2 separate regions of the Mus musculus genome follow, and region 1 is linked to region 2. The links are chromatin contacts, called in public HiChIP or PLAC-seq maps. All regions are on one chromosome and are shown on one strand. Each heading gives the region's core, a stretch centred on a gene start, on an enhancer-like site or on the middle of the called end of the contact. The rest is flanking DNA. Distances are from core to core; before and after follow the strand shown. Region 1 overlaps Gm33116 (a long non-coding RNA gene). Region 2 has its middle 82 kb from the start of Gm40948.

Evidence for each region. HiChIP or PLAC-seq counts read pairs in DNA pulled down with a chosen protein or histone mark.
Region 1: a contact with region 2 is called in an H3K27ac HiChIP or PLAC-seq map of embryonic fibroblasts, with 17 read pairs. The contact joins two enhancer-like sites. A contact is called at or near these places in 2 of 15 datasets of contacts at CTCF or cohesin (the NIH/3T3 cell line and large pre-B cells), 2 of 484 Hi-C or Micro-C datasets (bone marrow-derived macrophages and embryonic fibroblasts), 2 of 115 datasets of contacts at active chromatin or transcription factors (embryonic fibroblasts and pancreatic cancer cells) and 1 of 9 other capture datasets (embryonic stem cells).

The regions. Positions count from the first base shown.
Region 1 is chr13:52,239,508-52,243,717 of GRCm38.p6, reverse strand. All of the region lies in intron 3 of Gm33116 (a long non-coding RNA gene), which reads right to left. Among named protein-coding and RNA genes, the nearest start is that of Gm33116, 7.8 kb to the right of the region's middle. Within about 2 kb of position 1,762, at least 27 of the 459 cell types and tissues checked have an H3K27ac peak or open chromatin away from gene starts, as enhancers often do. A contact at or near this core is called in embryonic fibroblasts and pancreatic cancer cells, where this site is marked.
Region 2 is chr13:51,999,419-52,003,265 of GRCm38.p6, reverse strand. No RefSeq gene overlaps it. Among named protein-coding and RNA genes, the nearest start is that of Gm40948, 82 kb to the left of the region's middle. Within about 2 kb of position 1,270, at least 48 of the 459 cell types and tissues checked have an H3K27ac peak or open chromatin away from gene starts, as enhancers often do. A contact at or near this core is called in embryonic fibroblasts and pancreatic cancer cells, where this site is marked.

The DNA of each region.
Region 1 (4,210 bases), core at 513-3,012, 240 kb before region 2:
CCTGTGATTTCCTTTATTCTTTTGTTTCCTACCCCAATCTATTGACTCATACAGCCTTCTCATTTCTTCACTTTGAAGCCTCATTAATGGAATCCAGCCTATGGTGGTTGAATAAGAATGACTGCCCCCACCCCATAGACTCATATGTTTGAATGCTTAGTCATCACTGAGTAGAACTACTTGAGAGAGATTAGGAGGTGTGGCCTTGTTGGAGTAGGTGTGGCCTCGTGGAGGAAGTGTGTTACTGGGAGGTGGACTTTGAGGTTTCAAAAGCTGAAGCCAGGCCCAGTGGCTGGCTTGCTCTCTCTCTCTCTCTCTCTCTCTCTCTCTCTCTCTCTCTCTCTCTCTCTCTTCCTGATGTCTGTAGATCTGGATGTAGAACTCTCAGCTACTTCTCAAACACCATGTCTGCCTGTGTGCCACCATTCTTCCCATCATGTTGAAAATGGATTAAATCTCTGAAACTGTAAGCCAGCTCCAATTAAATGCTTTCTTTTATAAGAGTTGCTATAATCATGGTGCTTTTTTACAGCAATAGAACACTAAGACAGAAGTTGATATCAGTTGTCAGTTATTGCTATGACAAGCCTGACCATGCTGCTGGTGGCAAAGTGTGGAGTTTGGGACTTTGGGTTAGGAAAGCAGTTGAATGCTTTAAGTGGGGCTTAATAAGCTGTACTAGTCAGAATGTGGAAGACAGGGGTGCTGAGAGAAATCTAGATTGTTATGGCCCAGTTAAAGAGGTTCTAAAGGAGAAAAATACTAGTAAGTGATTTAGAGGCTGTTCTTGTAATATTTTGGTAATGAACATAGCTACTTTCTGCCCTTCTCCAAAAAATCTGCCTGAAGCCAAATTAAAGAGTTTTGGATTAATGTCATTGGCAGAGGAGATTTCAAGACAGCCTCGTATTGACTCTGTCATGTGGTTAATAACGGCCAGTCTTATGCAGATATAATAAAGGAGCTAGCTGAGCAAGAAAAAAAAAATAAAAATATGTAGAGTTTGAGGAGAAAGGGAGCACTAGGTCGAGTAATGGGTCAAGTAAGCTCAAGGAGATAAGAAGTTTCAAGGAAAGCCTGGTGCTAAAAGGATTCAAGGGAGTAGTGACCTCTGGGCAAGCAGAACAACTTGACAGCTTTGGACATGTGGTTCTAGCTGTAGAGTAAAGGACATAAGAAAGGTGTTTCCATGGCTATAGACAGCTACTGAGGCCAGGCATGTGTCAGGGCTATCCATGCATGGAGAGCCAGAAAGGCCATTCTGTGAAGTTGTGAAGGTGAAGTCTGGATTTGGTTAGAGACACCAAGATGCTGCAGATGCCAGAGCCATGAGATATCTGTTGAGGAGAGCCGTTAACAGGAAATAGAACTGTTCCCAAGAGAGAAACATGTGTTGTAGTCAACAAAGCTGAAAGGAGTTGGAGATCTGAAGAGTGAGTTGACATCAGACAAGAAAAGGCTGAATTTGCAGTTTTACCAGCAGGCTCTCAGTTTTGTTTCTGTCATTATCTTATTATGCTTCCTGTCCTCCCTTTTGGAATGATAATACATCCTGTGTCATTGTATGTCAGAAGAGACTTTCATCTTTGAACTTTTAAACAGGGTTAAGGCTGTTATAGATTAAAGGGACTTTTGAAGTTGGGCTGAATGTATTTTTTTTTTTTTTTTTGCATTATGATATGACTACGAGCCTATGGGGGAAGGGAGTGGAATGTGGTGGTTTGAATAAGGATGTCCCCCAGAGTGTTTGAATGCTTAGTCATTAGGGTGTGGAACTACTCAGGAGGGATTAGGAGATAGAGCCTTTGTTGGAGTAGGTACAGCATTGTTGTCCTGGAGATTGGTTTAGAGGTTTTAAAAGCCCAAGCCAGATCCAGTCTCTGTTTCTGTCTCTCTGTCTTTCTCTCTGCCTTTCTCTCTGTCTCTGTCTCTGTCTCTGTCTCTGTCTCTCTCTCTCTCTCTCTCTCTCTCTCTCTCTCTCTCTCTCTCTCTCTCTTGCCAATCTCCTCCTCTGCCTGAGGAGAGCCTGGTTTAGAATTCTCAGGTCTTCCTCAGCATCAGCCTGCCTACTGCCATGTTTCCTACTATAGTGAAAATAGAATGAATCTCTGAAATTGTAAGCAAGCTCCAGTTAATTATTTCTTCTCTAAAAGTCACCATGGCTATGACATCTCATCACAGCAATAGAACACTTACAAGACACAGCTAAACCCCGTTCTCTCCTATGATTTTATATCTGGGCATCCAACCAGACCTTTTCTGCTGAATTAATCCTGAGTGCCACCAACTCTCAATACCCTGGGTGTGCCTGAGTGGTCATCACCTGAGATGCTGGCTTCTTTTACTTCCAGACTTGAGCCATTTTACTTTTAGATATGGCTCTCAGAAGACTTCCCCACTTCCACAAGTCGAAGTTCACCCTCTCCAAACACTGTACCCCATGAAGTAAGTAGCCTTCATGGCTTTGCTGGCAAACTGTCTGGTCATCAACACCTCTGAGATTTTATATCACACCTGTTCACATGTGGCTCTCTTCTCCACATCCCAGATTATATCACTCTTGGAGTATTGTCTAAATTCCATATCTTCTGAAACCCTTCATGTCTCTAGAATATGTAGCTTGAGGAATGAAGATATACATACTCAGTGGCCCAGAGTGCCCAATGAAGGTCCATAGCTAACCAATCAAAATAGAGAGCGGTCAGCAATATCTCAGACCCCCTGCCAGCGGAGGGGGTGCTTCTGATGTGGATCTCTGGAACAAGGGAAAGAGAGACAGACAAACAGACAGACAGACACACACACACACACACAGAGAGAGAGAGAGAGAGAGAGAGAGAGAGAGAGAGAGAGAGAGAGAGAGACCGGGCCTGCCATAGGCATTTGGAAGCCTAGATTGGGATGTTACATAATCACAGATAAAGAGGGACAGATTTCCAACATGAATAAATAGCAACAATGACAAACATGTCTATTTTGATTTCCTGGGAAATATTGTCCTTTTTTGAAGTTTATTGTGTACTCACAGATGCACGCCCAAAGACATCTTTTTCAAGAGAATTTTTAGAGTACACTAAACAATGTCAAATTGAATACATTCTATTTTTGAATTCCTGCACCTAGCTGCAGTGGGAAAAAGCTTTCACATCTATCAGCAGGAATGTTCCAGATTCAACAAGCAATTCGGTGACTTTTTATGTGCATTGCTTTTTTTAGACCCCAGCTTACTATTTATGTGGTCAATGGAAACAGTGGTCAGCACTGAAGAGAAAACACCACATGGCAAACAGTGAAGAATTATGCCCGAGGAAGACTAGGCAAGCTTGTTGTCCTTCCCCCACTATAGAAGGGCATGGGCTCAATTTGTCTTTTTTTTCCCCCCCGAGACAGGATTTCTCTGTATAGCCCTGGCTGTTCTGGAACTCACTTTGTAGACCAGGCTGGCCTCAAACTCAGAAATCCACCTGCCTCTGCCTCCTGAGTGCTGGGATTAAAGGTGTGTGCCACCACGCCCGGCCCAAGTTGTCTCTTAATGTATAGGAACAAGTCACATAGGACATTGAAAATCCTCTTGCTTTACTCTGTTCTGTAGCTTAGACATGTATCAAAATTACACTATCAAATCCAAAACCTTGGTACTAAGAATCCAAGTGTCCAGTGTGCTTCTCTTTGCTGATATGAAAAAAACAAAACAAACAAACAAACAAACAAAAAAACAACCTGACTAAATTCACCTTGGGGAGGAAAGGATTTATTTCATCTTACATTTCCACATCATAGCCCCTTGTCCCAAGGGCATGAATCTAAAGGCAGAAACCAAGAAGAAATGCTGCATAATAGCTTGCTAAGTTTGCTTTCTTATATGACTCAATACTACATTAATCATCAGCCAAGAAAATGCCCTTACAGACTTGTCCACAAGCCAATCTGATGGAGGAAATTTCTCAATTGAACTTTCCTTTTCTCAGGAAACTCTAGTTTATGTCAAGTTGACAAAAACTAACCAGCACACCAAGGGATACTCTTTCACAGAGTTCTTAACTCAACCCATCAAGTAAGTAGAAACAAGTCCTTGTAGCTCAGAGTGAACACCGGTCTGGAGTATGCTCTATGGTGAATGTTTCTCAAAATCTAGCTTGCACATAAGAATCAGGTCAACTGCTTGGGACTGAGGAGAAGGTAATCTTTCTTTCCACTAAAGATCTCACTG
Region 2 (3,847 bases), core at 21-2,520:
GCTTGCCCTGAAATCATAAAGACCTGATCCTCATATTAAAATATGTATCTGTGTGTGGTGGTATCTTCTTGCAACCCCAGTTCTGGAGAGGCATAGACAGGCAGATCCCTGGGGCTTTCTGGCCAGACAAGCTAGCCTACTGGTAGAGTTCCAGTCCCATTAGAGATTTCATAAGAAAGAAAGAAAGAAAGAAAGAAAGAAAGAAAGAAAGAAAGAAAGAAAGAAAGAAAGAAAGAAAGGAAGGAAGGAAGGAAGGAAGAAAGGAAGGAGGGAGGGAGAAAGGGAGGCAGGGAGGGAGGGAGGGAATCAAAATATGTACTGACAAGATGACTCAGCACATAAAAATGTTTGCTGCAAAGTCTGATGACCAGAGTTCAATTCCTGGGACCAACATAATGGAAGGTAAGAATTGTTTCTCACAGAGCATTGGCCTTTGACATCCACAGGTAATTCGTTCCATGGCCTCATACACACACACACATACACATATGCATTCACACAGATGCACACACATATATATGTGCATACACATATACACACATAAATACAAGCACACTCACATAAATAAATACTCAAAATTTTAATACACACCAGCATGCAAGTGTGTGCACACACAAAGAAAAACCCAAACAAGTCACTAAGCCATTGACATGAAAGAAATACTTTATCTTTTTCTAAAGCATGTCAGATCTGGCTCCAAGCTCCCACCGGCTTGCCAAGGGTTGGGGTGGGGGTAGCTGGTTTCAGTTGTATCTTGCGGTTCCTTCTTAGCTTCTTGCAATGTTTGATGCTCACACTGTCCGAGAAAATGAGGTACCAAGCCACAGTTGGTTTCCCTTCAAAGCAGCACAGCCCCTCCCAGTCCCCACCAGAGAGCCTGCAATCAGAGTTGGCAGGCCTCCTGGAACTCCCCGAAGCTCCCAGGTTCTTTCCTGGATCCTAACGACACCCTCCTTGTATTGAGCACAACAGTGTAGTGAGATGCTCATGGCTCACTGATGGATGAGCCCAGGGTGTGTTTACAGGCCCTTCATTCACTGTCCTTCCTTCTCATCCCAGTCTTCAGAGCAGTAGGCCTGTCACGGCCACGCCCTCCTCCATCCTCTGCACTTCTAAATATACGGGCTGGCAATCTACAACTCATTCCTTTTGGGCACAATAAAATCGCCCTTAGATTTCCCAAAAAACTTTGCTATGTAAGTGATCTCTTCAAATAACCGGTTGCTCGTTCCACTCCCTGACTCACTACAAGAACGTGTCAAACTAACCAAGCTCGTTCCTCGTATTTATGAGTCACAGATGTGGACCAGAGAGATCCCGGGGGGTTGGAAGGGCCAGCTCCTAAGAGTCTTTGATGGTTAGGGAAAGTGGCTTCCATAGATGGTAGTTCAAACGTTTTGGAGATAAAAAAGCACACGTGGACCTACTCCAAGCCAAATGCTTTGCTCAGTTTCTCTGACTCCTTATAGCCAACTTGCAACAGGATGCCCGGAATAATCTAGAAAAACCTCTGCATGGAGCTAAAGGGAAATAATAGACTGGTCGTGTTTCCTGGCTATGAAAAAATATTTGAGAAATTCAACAGAGTAGGGAAAGTTTGTTTTGACATCTGGTTTCACAGTCTTCGGTTCACAGTAGGCTGGCCCTGCTGTGCCAGGACCCGTGGCAGAGTGGCTCATCACACCCAGAAATTCACAGAGGCCACTTACCTTATGGCATTCGATAATCAAAGGGAAGATCAAGAAGACATCGGAGTCACAGCCCCAGTGACCTAATGTCCCTCTACCAGGCCCTGCCTCCTGAACCCTCCTCCAACCTTCCAAAGGTCCCATCAGTGAAGGGACAAGCCCTTTATGTTTGGTCCTCCGTGGGACGTTCATGATGCAGTCGTTACAGAGTCAGTGCTATGCCTCAGGGGTAAGACTAGAAGCTGAGCCCTCCCTTCACTAGAGCAACGTCTGAAACGTCTCTGTGCCAAGGCTCTCCCATGCATCGTATCACCTCCTATCTGCTCGTATCAGGTTCCCCATAGGATCTCACAACAACCAGGAGAGCCTGCATCTAAAGGTGTGATACATGGGGTACTCCCGGTCATCCATCATTCTAGATAGCTGAGACTAAACAGTGTCTCCAGGGTCTATAAAGCGCTTGCCACGAAAACACAAGGACCTACGTTCAATCCCCAGAACCTGTGCTAAAAAGCCAAGTGTGGCTCTGTCCACGTGTAACCCCAGTGCTGCAGAGGTGGTGAGTGGGGCCTCTCCAGAGTTCGTGGGGCCACCCAGCCTAGCCCAATCAGCAAGTTCCAGGCCTGTGAGAAACCCTGTCTCAAAAACCAAGGTGGACAGTGTCCTGAGGAATTATGCCTGAGATTGACCTCTGACCTACACACACACACACATATACACACACGCATGCACATGCACGTGCATGCACACACTCACCCATACAGAGACTATACCTCTATATCCGCAACCTAAAAGAGTCAGAGTGTTTGTGCAAAGGCTGAGAGTCCCTCACACACCTGCCATGGTCATGTTTCTTGGATATGTGTTCCACGTTTTGACATTTCACAGTCCCTGGAATCAGCAATGCTCTGAGTCACACACAGCTTAATAGAGTCCCCAGTAGACACGGTACTCATTAATTGGTGCTTTGAGGACATCCACGGATTTGTCATTAATGTCAAATTTGTCATTACTACCTTTCCCCAGTAGAACGGTCAGTGGTGGTGCTAGCAGATTTGTGTTACACTCCACGTGGTAGAAGTCAGCCATGTGCACTGGAGAGCCAGGTTGGCCCGCATGCCGCTTAAAACTAACACTGTTCACTTTAAAACACTTGGAGGTCTTAAGTTCAACTGAAACTGAGTTCATAAAACCGTGAGATGTGTTTTTTCAAACAGATGACTGAAGTCCAATTCATTGTTTTTCATCAAGCATTTCTTCCTACTAAACAAAAGCATGCCTCATTTATTTCTCCTAAATGGAGAACAAATTATAAGTCTTGACCCTTGGGAAAGTAGGAGGAAGCCCACCAGTGCATCAACATATGGGTCCTTCCTTCCTGTGGGTCACCTGACCCTGGGAGGCCCCTGGCTCTCTCCCTCTTTCTCCAGAGGTCCTTCAGTTCAGCCTTTATTGACAGCCACATAGAGGGAAAGCCCTAGAAGGTCACATTGACCTTCCCTGCTAATCCTTGAGGGTTGTCCTGTTCTGCTTGGCTCCAGACAAGGGAAGCAGAAAGCTGACAGCCAGGGAGGGTCTGTTTGGAACCAGTCCTGAATGTCCCTATGACTTTTCAAGGACCATGCCGGTGGCAGCAGTGTGTTCCTGGTATGTTCAGGGTGGTGGAAATATGTTTTGTGCTCCTTCGCCAGAGCTATTCCTTACATCACCAAACGAACACTCCTGTTATCTTAGTGTCTTCCCAGGTTTCACACAGAGTGAGCTTGTTCTGGTCAGAGTTCCTTTATGGGGGTGTTTCTGGCTGTGACTGGGGCTCAAGCTGCCAGAGAGTGAAGTGTGGGGGTGTGCCACACATGTAGTATTCACACACACAAACACATGCACACATACACCCATATACACTCACACACATTCAAGCGTGTGTACACATGCATGAGAACTGAAGGATAAAATTAACGAGGTTCCCCTCCCTAGGATACCCAGGAATCATAGTAAGGTCGAGATTTCCGAGGTGACTCTGGATTGCAGGCCACTCCAGTATTCTCTTAGAAGCTCTTACTGTAAACTTGTAAACTCACAGTGACCCAGAGGTGCTCGGTCAGTAAAGTCTGTGGACAGCTCATGCCTTCATTCCAGGCGCTTGACAGGAACCCTGACCT